3 separate regions of the Mus musculus genome follow, and all the other regions are linked to region 3. The links are chromatin contacts, called in public Hi-C maps. All regions are on one chromosome and are shown on one strand. Each heading gives the region's core, a stretch centred on a gene start, on an enhancer-like site or on the middle of the called end of the contact. The rest is flanking DNA. Distances are from core to core; before and after follow the strand shown. Region 1 has its middle 19 kb from the start of Itm2a. Region 2 holds the start of Cysltr1 (cysteinyl leukotriene receptor 1). Region 3 holds the start of P2ry10 (purinergic receptor P2Y, G-protein coupled 10).

Region 1 (4,751 bases), core at 483-2,982, 330 kb after region 3:
GAGTAATTATGGAGAAGAACTATGATTCATTTGGACGTATAAAGTGTATGCAGTCTGTCATGAGTCTATATACATTGAATACAGAAATATCAAAGACATTTCTGTACTTTTTATTTTAATATGAAATGTTAAAATTAATTTCCAAGTATTTAAAATTAATAGGTAAAAAAATAAAAAATGAGCTATATCCAGTAGCCTGTTGCTATAGAGATGATGCGAGCAAAATTATAGCAAAATATTCATTTTTCATGGGAGTATATACTAGAGAGGGAGTACTCAAGTCACTTATTTGCAATTTCATGTGATAAGGGCAAATATTAGCCCTATAGTGATGAAAAAGGTTATGTGGTCTTACAGTAACAAGACTGTTTCCAATTATCTAGAGAGTCTTCAGTTCTCTACATTCCTTTGGGTAGACTTAGCCACAGGAACATTGGAATACAAATATTATTCCTTGATTTGATTCCAAGAGAAGCAATTGAATCACAAAATGGAAAGGACAAGAACCAAGAATTAACTGACCTTTTTTTTTCCCTCTGCTGGATATAGTCAACTTATTCAGATACTACATATCTACTTTTGTGAAACCTATTATACTTTTTATGAGGAGAGTGAGACTCCATGAATTTCTCTGTCACTCAATTTTAGAAAACCATTAGTGACTTTTTAGGTTTATTTCTTTTGTTTCCCAACAATTGAAAGTTAAAAATTGTGCAGGAGTTCTAGGAAGGAGGCTCAATAGGTAGTGCATTTACTTCTTAAATATGAAGATATGAGTTTGGACTTTACAGATGTATGTACATATGTAGAAGCCATACATACATACATGCCTCTTAATTTGGGAATTACAGGGCCAGCAATCCTGGACAAAATAGCAAAAGCCCAGTTCATATGTGATCCTCCCTCAAGCAAAAAGATGGACATCATCTGAATACTAATACCTGAAGTTGTCCTTTGTTTTCCACACTCACATGTGTGTGAGCGCACACACACACACACACACACACACACACACAGTTAAAGAGAGTATTATATTAAATGACTTTTATTGTTCTCCAAATGCTTTAAAGAAAGATATAGTACAAGCCTATGTCATGAGGCTTACTTTAAAGAAACAACAACACCCAGCAAGTCCCAAACAATTGCATAATACTGAGTCAGTTTTTATGTTAATATGATAAAAAATAAAGGATGTTTTAAAGGATAGAATGGGGAGGTAGAAGAGGCTATTTCGTCTCTAAGTGGGTCGTTATCTAGGAGAAATGCATCACAGACGAGAGTTGCTGTCAAGTTCACATAGTCTAATTTCAGCACTAATCCCTAAGTTGGTATTTTTTTAGATGGTTGATAAAATATGTAGATTTCAATGGTTTTACTATTTATGTATATTTGATGTGTTTGTTGGTGGTGTAAGATAATTAACAAATGTATGTGAATACATTTGAATATATGCACATACTCAATTTGAGCATATATTTGGCCTAAAATTCAGACTGACCAAAAACTGGAATTTGTAAATTCATAGAACTTCATGTTACTTTTCAAAATAATTTGTTGAATTGTAGATAGGTGTTGTATAAAATTTCAATACAGAGTATGTTTTGTGACATGATGATGCATATGTATGTTTCTATGTTTTTTTGATTTTTCTTTTTTAGTTGTGGGTTGTGTACAGGAAGTAGTGAGAACATTCAATGAAAATCTTAAGAGGAAATGACTTACATGCGTGGCTGGCTAAGACACCTGGAAACTTGAGAAAACTTGATGCTAATTTGGTATGCAGTAGGTATACTTGAAATATATCTTAAATCTGTCCTCCGGTTTTACAGTTTTCTGTACAGAGATAGTGGTAGATAACAGAACAAAAGCAAATGCAATGTGTAAAATCAAAAGAAAGCAAGTATCTAAGAAAGAGCTGTGAATGTGACTAACTTCAAAGTCAACCTGTCAAAGATTTTACTTTTAATTACAAAGAGTAGTGCTGTATTTGACTAATGCTCTGACAGGTATATTTCAAACAAATCCAATGTGACTTAACTTTATGTCTATTATATTTTATAGAACAAATTGGATCGTTGAGTAGATTAAATTCCACAAAGCAATGATAATTTCATATATATTATGATCAAGCTTTAAGTAAATGAATTGGAAGACCATTGAGAGGTCTTACCTTCATGTGTACCATACTGACGAATTGTCACACTTCTGGATCAGGGCACAATGGAGCAGGAAGTACAAAAGTAATATTTGCTCACTTATGCCTAATAATTACTCTAAATGGAAAATTTATATAAATTAACATTCCCATATCACATTGGATTTTACTTTACTTTTGCTTTACTTTCCTCCCTGCTGCGAAATAAAGTATATGCTAATGATCTTTAATAGAAATTGCATTCTTTCACTGTTTCAATTTTATGCTAAATTGACATTTATATATAAGATAATATACTCACAGTTCTCACTCATTGTTTAACAATACTGCCCAGATAAACCAATTATTTTTGTTTTGATTTGTTCCTCTTTACCCTTCCTATAGTTCAGGAAGCTAGAGTTTTCAACTTGTAGCCAATTTCATTTGTATTCATATCTGCATTTACCATTTGCCTTGGATAGAAATTATCTTTAAATAAAAATTTCTTTGAATATGAATTATAAAAAATGCCTATAAATTTTAAAATTATTGATAAACCTTGGTGGACATGTTTTTAAAAATAAGAATCATCCAGAGAAAAAGACAATTAACTGTTTGGAACCCATGAACACTATCAGATAGTTACTCAAAAGTTAAAATCTTTAGTTTTGGTAACAAATGGAATATATTTGCTCATCACTCTAATTATGGCTTACACTTACTTTGTCATCATAATCAAATTATTAGATGCCAAGTTTAATTGACGCTTGTGCAGGCAAATGGATGGAACTAGGAAATATCCTGACTGAGGTAACTCAGACCCAAAAGGACATACACTGTATCTACTCACTAATAAGTGGATATTAGCCGAAGAAGAAGAAGAAGAAGAAGAAGAAGAAGAAGAAGAAGAAGAAGAAGAAGAAGAAGAAGAAGAAGAAGAAGAAGACCTAAGATACAGTCCACAGAACTCAAAAGGGTCAACAAGCTGAAGGGCCCAAGTGAGGATGCCTCAGTCCCACTTGGGAGGGAGAAGAAAGCATTCACAAGTGGGGAGGGAGGGGGAGACCTGGGAGGGAAACTGGATGGGGGGAAGGGAGAGGTGAACCTGATCTAGTACTGGGTGAGGGAAAAGGACTGAAGTCCTGAGGGCCAGCGGAAAGAATGGAAACAGGCAACCTCAGGTAGGAGGTTTGGGGGACCCTCCAAAAATGTACAAGAGACCTGGGTGGTGAGAGACTCTTAGAATTCAAAGGGAGGGACCTTAGATGAAATGCTCAACAGTAGGTAGAGGGAACTTATAGAGTCCACCCCCGGCAGGAAGACAGGGCATTAAATGAGAGCGGGGGGGGGGGGGTTGCCATCCCACAGTCAAAACTCTGACCTATAATTAATTGTTCCTGTCTGAATGAGCTACAAGGATGGTAATGCAGAGGATCCTGAGGAAAAGAAGGTCTAACAACAGGCCCAAAGTCGGATCCTGCTTAGGGTGGAGGTTTCAAGGTGTGACACTATTACTGAGGCTATTGAGTGCTCACAAAAAGGGACCTAGCATGACCACATTCTGGAAGACCCAATAAGCAGCTGATGAGTCAGATGCAGATATTTGCACCCAACCAGTGGACAGAAGCAGCTGACTCCTGTGGTTGAATTAGGAAAATGCAGAAAGAAGCTGAGGAGGAGGGCGACCTCTAGGAGAAACAACAGTCTCAATTAACCTGAACCCCTGAGATCTCTCAAACACTGGCCTATCAACCAGGCAGCATAAACTAGCTGATATGAGGCCCCCCAACACATATAGAAGAGAGGGCATCCAGGTCTGTGTTCATTCAGAGATGAAGCACCTAACCCTCAAGAGACTGGAGGCCCCAGGGAGTTTAGAGGTTTGGTGGGGTGGAGGGTGGGGACATCCACATGGAGACAGGGGGTGGAGAGGAGGTATGGGATATGGAACAGTTTGAGCATGGACAGGAAGGGGCAATAAAATCTGGAGTGTAAAAAATTGATGCTTTTAATTTATTATGAATTATGGGCTGTGAATTCTCAAATCTTTCCAAATATGGGATCAATATTAACACAAAAAATGTTCAACTCCATCAGTTCTCTAGAATTCTCACTAAAATTAAAGGTGTATTACAAATTGAAATCTTGTCAAGTATATAGCTAAATAATAAGACTCTTGTAATGAAATCATGGAAAGAAATAAGGTGTGAAACAACTGATTTTGTGAGCCCTTTTTCTTTGTAAAACTTTAACACACATAAGGTCAATCAGACAAAGGCATATGGGAGATATCAGCATTGTAGATAGATAGATAGATAGATAGATAGATAGATAGATAGATAGATAGATAGATAGATAGATGATGTTGATAATGTCAGAGAACTAGAAACAATTTAGCTTATGTTTAGATGTTGTTATGGTTTGGTTATGACATGTTCCCTGCAGGCTCATGTATTGAAACCTTGTCCCTAGTTCATGGTGTTATTTTAGGAATTGGTGAAAACTTTAGGATGATCCTGGATAAAGGAAGTGGTCACGGGGGTATGTCTTGGGGGATTTTATTTTACCCTGGCCTTTTCTTATTGCTCTTCTTCCTAACCACCATGAAGTGAGCAGG
Region 2 (4,690 bases), core at 1,307-3,806, 490 kb before region 3:
GCCAGATCAGGCTTCTTTGTGCACCCTGCAGGTGTAAAGCACACCCCCTGATCCTATTTCTGGATTGAAACCCAAATACTGCAATATTTTGACCATTTACCACAGGCAAACTTGCTGAGCATAGTCTCAAGTTTTACCTCCTTTCTGAAGCCATCTCCACTACCTTTGGCCTCATTAAATGATAAAAAAATGACACTAGTTTAATTATCTCATCTTGCTACATTCTTTATGTTTATAGTCACAGCAGCATTGTGATTTCCCCTAAGAATGGGGACTATGTCTTAACCACTTTGGAGGTAAGACATTTTTTGTATTACGCTTAAACAATACTTTCTTTGCTAGATTATAATAACTTTGAGATATTTTAATAGGAACCCGAGAAAGAGTAAAATAGACAAAATAGCTAGGGATGTAGCTCGGTGGTAGAGTGCTTGCTGAGAATGCTCAGAAGCCTGTGTTCAAACTTTTCACCTCCAAAATAAAAGTGGAAGCCCAGAGAGAAAGAGCTATACTAATTGAGAAAGTATTACATGATATCAAGGTTTCCAAATTTGACATGTCGTTTGCGTTCTTTCTCTTTAGGATTCCTCATTATCAGCCCACGGTACACCAAAGGCCAATTTATAATTTCCTGGGCCATAGAAGAATCATTCTTCTCTGATAGAGTTTATAAATGCATCAGGTTTGATTCAAGTTAGGAGGGGACAGGTAATGGGAAGTGAAAAAGGCTAACAGTAAATCAGGAAGACTCTGACAGGGCTAGCTCAGCCTTACTCCAGCCTGTGACATTTTTTTGTTTTAATTGATCGGATCATGGTCTAGATTATTTTTTGTAGGACTCGAATGCCCAACATAATTAGGATTTTTCAGAGAACGAGGAGCAGTATTATTAAAAGAGATAGATGTAAACATAATATTTTGATTATGTTTATCTACTATGTAGACAGAGGTAAACTTTAGTCACAATTGGGGTACTAATTGTAAAATTATGACAGGAAATAATTTTTCAGTGACTTAAACTTGATGCCACAGATATGATAAATTTAAAATTATCTAGACACAAATTTTATCTAAAATATACTCTGGTAATAATACTTTATAAATCTTTATAAAATGTTTGCTATCATTCTTAAAGCAGTATACAAACAGATCCAAGTTAGATGCCCTCTAACTATATGGTAGTTTGATCTCCTTGATTTCAAAACAATTGCAGAGACAGGGATTTAGAACCACTGAATTTAAAAAGGTAGTGCCTGCCAGTCTATTTGCATACCATTGAAAATAGCTAAGAAGACAAAAAAACGTTCTTGTCCCATGTGGTTGATTAAATTGTATGACTTCTTAGTCTAATGTTAACCTAGTGAGTTTAGCCCTAAGTTACAAAGTAGGTCATAGGTATTTCTACTAGTTGTCTGTAAGTTGATAGGGCTTTCTTTCTGTAGTCTTGAGTCAAATGGCCAGTTTCTAGCAGCGTGGTGTGTTGCAAGGAAATTCCTTAACCTGTCTGAGTCACTTTTCTCTTTACCTAAGAGAGGGGCCTGGGGGAGGGTAGAATGAGAACTATGATGAGAATGAAGGAGTGGGGGAAAGAGGGACATCCTGTCTCAATTATAGGATGCAAAGAAGGTGAAAAGTGTGAAACTTTGAGCAGGATGTAAAGTGAATTAAGTAAGAAGAAAACAAAGCATGAAAGTGCCTCGTGAAAAGTCTAGGTCAGCCCCCAACTGGTTGGTTTACGTGCAGCAGCAGCCGCTGAACACATTCTTTCCACATTTAAATCTGCATTACAGAAGCTCCAGGGTAGCCTTAAGATGGGAGCTTGAGGCCGATTTTGCACTTCTGGCTGAGTCGTAAAGGTGCTGGAGGCTTGAGGAATGCCACCTCAACAGTTTGCCATTTTGAGCGTGCAACAGAGGCAGTGAGCTACACTTGCTGACAGGCTGATTAGACGATCAGAGCTCTGGCCAAGAACCAAAGCCGAAAGAATGCAGATGTTCAGATTAGCAGCTTAATTCAAGGCAGATAAGGCAGGGCAGTTATCCACAATCTCTGAGGCATTTGGTAGAATCTGCCATCAGTTCAACTTTGCTCCAACCAACCCAATTTTCTTACCTGCTGATTCCAAGCTTCACAGTTTAAGGTCCTTTTGCTCCCTGAAGCAAGATCCAAATCTTCAGAAATTCCAACCTGCTAGTCTCCTGGTGAGCTAACCCTGGATGGTGAGCTGCAAATAAGTCTGGATATTCGGGATGGTCCACTCCATTCACAGGGCTCCTGCTCTTTAGGAATGTTTCTTTTCCAGAGGAGAGAGGTCAGGCCATGGCACATTTGCTAGCCAATAGACCTCGACTCTTCTTCCTGTTTCTTAGTACTTCTCAAGCCGCTTCAACCCCGCCAGAGTTTGGCTTCCCTGGTTTAAAGTGGGGGAAGGGAAAGAGCGGAGAGGGAAGAAGAATAGAAACTGGAGACTTGCACGTAATATGCACAAATGAGTGTTTATCTCTGGCTACTGCAATAGAATCCTCAGGAAGTCATGCAGCTGCTCTGAGGTGGGAAGTAAGGAGGAGTGTCTGCTGTTCAGCTTACTTCTCTCTGATTTTTATGACTGGAGGGTGCTTAGGCTATTTGTAGGCGGGGAAAAGATAATCCTACCAGTATATGCTAATATATCTGGCATTATGTGAAACTTGATCTTAAGATATACTTCCTCTTTACCTCTCTCCTTCCATATATCCTCTCTCCTTCACAGGCTGTATGTGTGTGTGTCCCCCTCCTTCATGAAATTTGTGATTCTATAAGAATTTTGAAAAGCATTTTTCTTTTTGATTGTCTCATATCCTAGGAGGAAAAGGACATGCCAATCTAGAGTGTGCTAATTAGAACCTGAGGTGTGATTTGATGTTGAAGACAAATTGATAAGATTTTGAAGTAAACTGGGTGAATGAACTACTTTGAATTTTACTATGAAAGTCCTGTGTTGGGATACACACACACACACACACACACACACACACACACATTGTGTAAACGTAGCCTTATTATTAATAACTAGTTGGAAGGACTTGTAAATGTCCTTATAACAGTGGCTTTCTGGCCAGTTATGGGCTACAAGAAAGAAATTTCTCAAATTTTCCATCTTTAGGCAGCCTAATGACTTTACAGTCACTCTTTATCCTCTTCCACGGAATCCTTGGATGCAGTGGTAATGATGATGCTTGGGAGAAAAGGTCGTCCAAGAACATTTAAAAGGGAAGCAAACATTTGGATTCAAGAGCAGACTTTAATCCTATCTTGGGAATTTTATTGCTATTTTAGCCAGTATTTATTCAATGGAATTGAGTTTATAAGAGATACAGAGTATAAAGTTTTACTTCCCCTCCAGTATGTGTTGTTTTCAAGGAGTTTGAGTTATGGCAGAAGGGGTATTTTTTTTTAGATACTGAAGAAAAGTGCTTTAAGATAGCACCACTTGGGGCTGGTGAGATGGCTCAGTGGGTAAGAGCACCCGACTGCTCTTCCAAAGGTCCAGAGTTCAAATCCCAGCAACCACATGGTGGCTCACAACCATCTGTAATGAGATCTGATGCCCTCTTCTGGTGTGTCTGAAGACAGCTACAGTGTACTTACATATAATAAATAATAAATAAATCTTAAAAAAAAGAAAAGATAGCACCACTGTTGGTGTAGCATCGAGGGGGTGCCCCCCCCCTCTGACTTCTTTATTTCTTTAGTTGTGTCTCTGTTCCTGAGTGATGGGAAGAACAGGCTTTCCATCAGCTCTGACAGGGCTTCACTTTCTATTAGCTGCTCCAATCTTACTGTGTTTTCTGGAACTGACTGCATTCCATTTCTCCTTTCCTTCTCTCGCCATCCTTTCTTCTCCATCCAGTTTCGTTGCAGCTATCGCCTTACATTTTCAGAAGATGTTAACAGGGTAGACTGACACCTCTCTACTGTTACCTCCCTGCTTCCCTCTCCTCACTTTCCTAGATGCTTTTCAGTTCTGACATTTTAAAAAGTGTGGTAGAGAAGATCAAGTAAGGAGAGCGCTGGAAAATGGGTCTTCACATATATATTAGATGATGAATCTGTGTTAGTAAAACACCACTAGGTAGAAAGTTAAGGGGTTTTCAGTCATGTAGTATTCACATACCCACTCTAGGCCAAAAGATCTTCTATGGAGAGTATACAGATGCAGAGCTGAAGGGGCCTGGAAAATGATCTTGTTTAAAATTTAATTTTAGCTGAAATGGATATGACATTCCTGTTTTATTATTGCTTTCTCCAGGTGTTATCCCATTGCTTTGTTTAGATTGTTTAATAAGTAATACTGTTCAGCTTTCTCATACTGCAGATAAGAACGTAGACCACAGAAGAAGCTCTCACAAGATGTATTTCGGCTAAACTGTCTTTTGTAGGTTTACTTTTTATCATTTTCTTTTTTAATTGTAAATAAAGTTGTTTTCATGCAATATATTCTGATAACAGTTTTCTCTTTCCTAATCTCCCAAATCTTCTCCTACTCCCTGTATCTCCCACTCTATTGCTTCTTTCTCTCTCTTAAGAAAACATGCAGGCAAATACAAAAGCCAGGATCAAACAGACAAACAAAATAACAATTGAGAAAAAAAGAAACAAAGAAAGAACATGAGAAATGATACACACACATATGTGATGAAAATAAAAATAA
Region 3 (4,778 bases), core at 369-2,868:
TTGTCTGCGAAATGAATGTGGTATGTGGTGACACTGGTCACTTGTCAGGAAAGGATTTCTTTCTCCTTCTATCCCAGGCTTTGGCCTCAAAGTTCAGCAGATCTTGAAGTACATATGTATTTTTCAGAGAAGGATAATACCTTAGAAAACTGGCTCACAATGCTCATACTCGCAAGGGACAGATTTGCAACAGGACGCCAATTTAATAATTTATAGTACAGAAAAGAACTGCCAAATGGACTGAGATGTGTGTTGGCCTGTCAGCTTAGTCTCTTTTCAGTAAGGATGCCAAATCAAAAAACGAAATTAACAACAGATTGGAGCTGGATAAATCTATGCAATCCGAATTAAGAAGAGGACTGCAAGGTCAAGCTTGTTTCATTACATAGTTCAGCCAGGAAGAATACCCTATTTTGTTGCCAATCCTCACAAGTCATGGTCCTATCATCAATCAGCCCAGACTCTTAGTTTCTAATGCTAAAATCATTTCTTTTCCATCCCTCAACGCCCCTGTGACTTTTTATTGGACATCCCTGAGTGCTGGGCCTAGCTCCACCTAGATCTCTAACGGTTCTGCTTTTCTAAGATGCATTCGTTGCAAAATGAGCTGTTGCAGTTCCAGGTTGCCCTCCTACAAAAACGTGGTCTACTATTTCCTTCTTTCACCAGTCTTATCTGTGAATCAAAATGCTACTCTTTGACCTAACCCACAAGTATTTATGTTTTTCTTCCTTACTATGGTTATTACCCAGAAAGTTTGTTGCAGCTGCAGGCTGCAAAGTCTAAGTGTGGTTCTTTCACATGCCTGTAGAGGTTTGTACTACTTTGTAAGTAAGCCTTGTTTCTGAGATTTTTTTCTGAAACTTAGCTGAAAGTGTTGTTTCTATGTGTGTAGTATTTACTTGCGTATTTCTGACAATTCCATAGACATTGTGAAGAATCATTGTGAAGACTCCTATTACACTAGAGGCAGATCTGTGATCAATCACACTTTTCTTTTACTTACATGTACATTCCTTGAGAATTCATTTATTCACCCACTTGCACACTTTTCACTTAAACATTTGTGAAAATACTTTATGTACAGTACAAAAATAATCTAGACATAGCCTTTGCTCTCAGTATGATGTAGTTTTCAGTATAGCAAAGGCACAATAAATAAACAAAACAAGTTAAGTACACATTAAAATGTGAATCTAGAAATGGACTGATAGAGATGAGGATGATCTAGATTGAGTGGAAAGTTTAAACTGAGAGAGTCCCATTGTTAGTTTTGATATGTATTTTGAAGTTTGCCTCCCAAAATTCAAAGAGCAGCAGCTTCCCAGGTCTTAGGTAAATTTTCTTTATATTTGGCTTAGAAGTCTTATCTTGGCCCCAAACCTACTGGATTTAGTAAGAAAAACATTCGAGTTGTGGTAGAAGGAAATAAGGTAGGTAACAGTTAAGAAGACAAGGACGTATTAGCTGTTTGTACAGCACAAACGAAATAAAGAAGAAATCACACTTGATTAACGTCATCTGCTCAAGGGACTTACCTACGTTCTGTGCAAGCAAGGTTTCTGTGGTGAGACATTAATGTGCTCTACTTCCTCTTTCAACATTATTTTTCTTTCAGTTATCAGCAGGATATGTGCTTGCTGCCCAGAGTTGTACCTTTTTACTCTCATCTCTTTGCAAATATACAAGACTCTATCCCAGCTCAGCATCAGGGTAAGTTCTAGCCCAGCACCTGTAACTTTGTGGTTCTGTTTGGGAGGATTGGTGGAGAAAGAAAGATCTGGACTGGGGCAGATGTGAAGGCCGTGTTTTGAATAAAATGGTCTTTGGTTTCCCATCTCAGGATTGTTACAGAGGGAAGAAATGTGATTGTCTTTCAGTCTAGCCAGAGTTCAAAGTGAAGTATAATGTGATCAGCTTCCACTGTTACAATAGCAGTATGAAGGATGTGATGCAACTCACTGCTTGCTAAAGGGGCTTTCTATACAGTTGACAAGGAGTAGTGGATGCCACAAAAGGTAAGTACAGTGTTGCATTTAGTCTCATTTGGAACAATTTGACATACTTAGTCAATAAAAGAGGATTTGAACTTGTGCTGTGTGTAATTTATCTAGTTACATACAAAAAATAATCTAGGTTTGAGCTCTTAATGGTAATCTTAGCTTACAGAGATACTGGGACAAATAGTATTTTTTTTTTTCTCTAGCATGAAGGAAGACAGTCTGATGATTTATTTTGGAGCTAAAAGGTCTATACAGATAAAAATTCCTTATGATACAGTCAAATTATCTGAGACAGTGAGATGAAGCCACTTAAGAACATTCAGGTAATTAGTGGCAGAATTACAGCTATGAACTGTGTCTTAAAACACATGTTCATTTTTCCTTACAGAAGACTGTGTCTTTCAGTAGTATAAAACTACCTATGACCCGTTTGATTGTCAAAGTTTGTTCAGAGGTATTCCTTGATTCATTGTTGTTCTAACTTCAATGCTTAGAGATAGCAGAGTTCAAATGTGAGACACTTATCTTTTCAGTGAATGCACTTTAGAGTGGAGCTAGCAGTAGTGAGTCAAAAACCAGCTTCTCTAGGGATTTCTTCATGGCAGACTGTGTGCTTGGATAATCCCAGAATTAGTCTACATACAATGATGCCGACTTTGCTCAGCTTCTCAAGAGAAGAGAGTCTCGATTTTTAGAATTCTTCAAGTGGGGATATTTTTGTTTTGCTTGTTTAAATAAATGCAGGGAGTCATTGTTATAGTTACTAATTAGAGAATTTATGCAAAACTAAAATACAGGGTACATGGGTAGGCGTTATGCAAATATACTTAGGGTTTCTAATTGTCTAAACTATACGGATTATCTAGGCCATAAATTTAGGACAGTTGCTTTTTATAATGTTTTTTGCTGAATCCAATTGCTTCTTTGGTCAAACACAGTTCTTTTTAGGGCCTAATTGAAAAAGTTGTTCGGTTTGAACTGTATGGACTATTAAATCCAAGTAGTGAAAGAACAAAGAACTCCAAGTGAATAAGCACAGTTTTGGGGGAAGTTTTGGGGTGGTACTTGGTGGCTGTGTTTGAGATAAATAACTTGGGGTTCTATGATGCTCTTGCCATGGTTCTAACAAAGAACACAGATATGTTTGCTGTGAAACTACAGTATGGACAATTTTCCACAATCAGGGCAATGGTTGGGTGGGGAGTTCTACAGTGTACTTTAATTAAATTATCCCAAAATTTTACTTGAAGTTCATATCAGGATTTGAAAGACATTAGTTCTTTCAAGAAACAAACAAACAAAAAATTAATGAAAGCTTGCTGTTGTAAAGAACCAATCCTGGACTTAGAACAATCTACTCATTGCATTGGTACTTTGTAACTATAGTGTATGTTGTCACCAAGAAGAATGTGGACATATATACTTTTAGCACTTTTATTAGAACAATGATTTTGCTTTTTTTTTAAAAACACATCTCTGGTTCTTTTTCTTTTTCATTTTTTCTAAGACAACTACCCCTACTATCAAGGAAAATAGAAGTAATTTTTATATACATGTTTGCTAAGTTGTGCTGGTTTCTTAATGACAAGAGCTTTAAAAGAGAAGGAGAGTTGAGAGGATGAGGAGGAGAGGATGAGGAGCCATCGAGCTTGTACTTAGGGAATGAATAGAGCTTCATTCCAGAACTGACTTTCCATCCTGAGCCCATTGCTTAATCGTTTTGGGAAATGGGATTACTTATTTTGAGTGCTAGTATCCTCAAGTTTCAATTAAATAATTCACTAATAATATCATTTGTAATTATCATTCAACAATGATTTTTGATAATTACATACACACAACTATAATGTTCTAAGTATATCTTCTCAGCAGGGTAGTGGCTGCATCAGGATCTGGCAGTGACAGTAGTGAGAGGGGTAGTGCCCATAACAGACAAGGTAAGTTAGAGCTAGAACAGAGTTAAAGACCATTGAGCTTAATTTTCTTATTTTAATAATAAAGAAATGAAAAAAATTGGGTTTATTACAGCAATGTAGAGAATTGGTATTTGACTAGTTGAATCAAAGTTTCTTTGATCCAAGGGTAATATTTAAAAAAAATATTCTCCTGTTTTCAGTCTTCCCTATTCTACAAGTCTTGTTCAACTCAACACTCCTTCTATGAAAGACAAAATTAAAGTGTACCAAATTTTCTATCTGCAATCTAATGTGATTTGAGCCTACAGGCAAATCTTCATAAAAATCCCTTATTTTGATATGGTACTACCCTGAAACCTGGTGGTACTACCCTGAGATCTGGTGGGCAGTCATTTGTCATATATATGTAGCAAATATAGATAAAAGTGCTAGAACTGTACCTAAGAAGTGCAGTGTCTTTATCTTTAAGGAGAGTATATTCCATATAAAGCATCTTAAAATATTTTTCTTCCATGCAAAAACTTGTTTAGAGATGGAGAATTTCAACTTTTTCCTAGTTTTATGAAGAAATCTTATTACAAGCTAAATTGCAATACTTCTCAGATTTGGGGAAATAAAATAAAATTAATCTTGCTAAGAGTCAATTTCCTGATCTTTTAAAGTTATAATAATGAAACTCTTATTCCTACAAAAATTAATGATATAGATAGGAATAGCATTGGATAATTTACAGGAAACAGAGGCACTTGGATTTAGTATTTTACTATGATTTAAGGACAAATCTCATACCATAATTATATAGATATTCTTGAGTTGTCTATTCATGGAAACTGAATATAGTTATTTAGGGAGGGGAACT

What was found. Hi-C and Micro-C count contacts between places; a contact is called where the count stands out from the background.
Region 1: a contact with region 3 is called in a Hi-C map of CD4 T cells, with 6 times the contacts expected there. The contact joins the enhancer-like site here to the promoter of P2ry10 in region 3. A contact is called at or near these places in 9 of 39 promoter capture datasets (the C10 cell line, cranial neural crest, embryonic stem cells and 3 more), 2 of 484 Hi-C or Micro-C datasets (both in CD4 T cells) and 3 of 9 other capture datasets (adipose tissue, liver and macrophages).
Region 2: a Hi-C map of Th2 cells shows a contact between it and region 3, with 3 times the contacts expected there. The contact joins the promoter of Cysltr1 here to the promoter of P2ry10 in region 3. A contact is called at or near these places in 2 of 39 promoter capture datasets (the C10 cell line and hippocampal neurons) and 1 of 484 Hi-C or Micro-C datasets (Th2 cells).

The regions. Positions count from the first base shown.
Region 1 is chrX:107,419,744-107,424,494 of GRCm38.p6, forward strand. No RefSeq gene overlaps it. Among named protein-coding and RNA genes, the nearest start is that of Itm2a, 19 kb to the left of the region's middle. Within about 2 kb of position 1,733, at least 11 of the 459 cell types and tissues checked have an H3K27ac peak or open chromatin away from gene starts, as enhancers often do.
Region 2 is chrX:106,601,123-106,605,812 of GRCm38.p6, forward strand. Cysltr1 (cysteinyl leukotriene receptor 1) reads right to left here and starts at 2,557. Exons shown (of 4, transcript NM_021476.5): 1 at 2,113-2,557. All of the region lies in intron 1 of Gm5127 (predicted gene 5127), which reads left to right.
Region 3 is chrX:107,087,715-107,092,492 of GRCm38.p6, forward strand. It overlaps P2ry10 (purinergic receptor P2Y, G-protein coupled 10), which reads left to right and starts at 1,619. Exons shown (of 3, transcript NM_172435.4): 1 at 1,619-1,713; 2 at 1,844-2,018.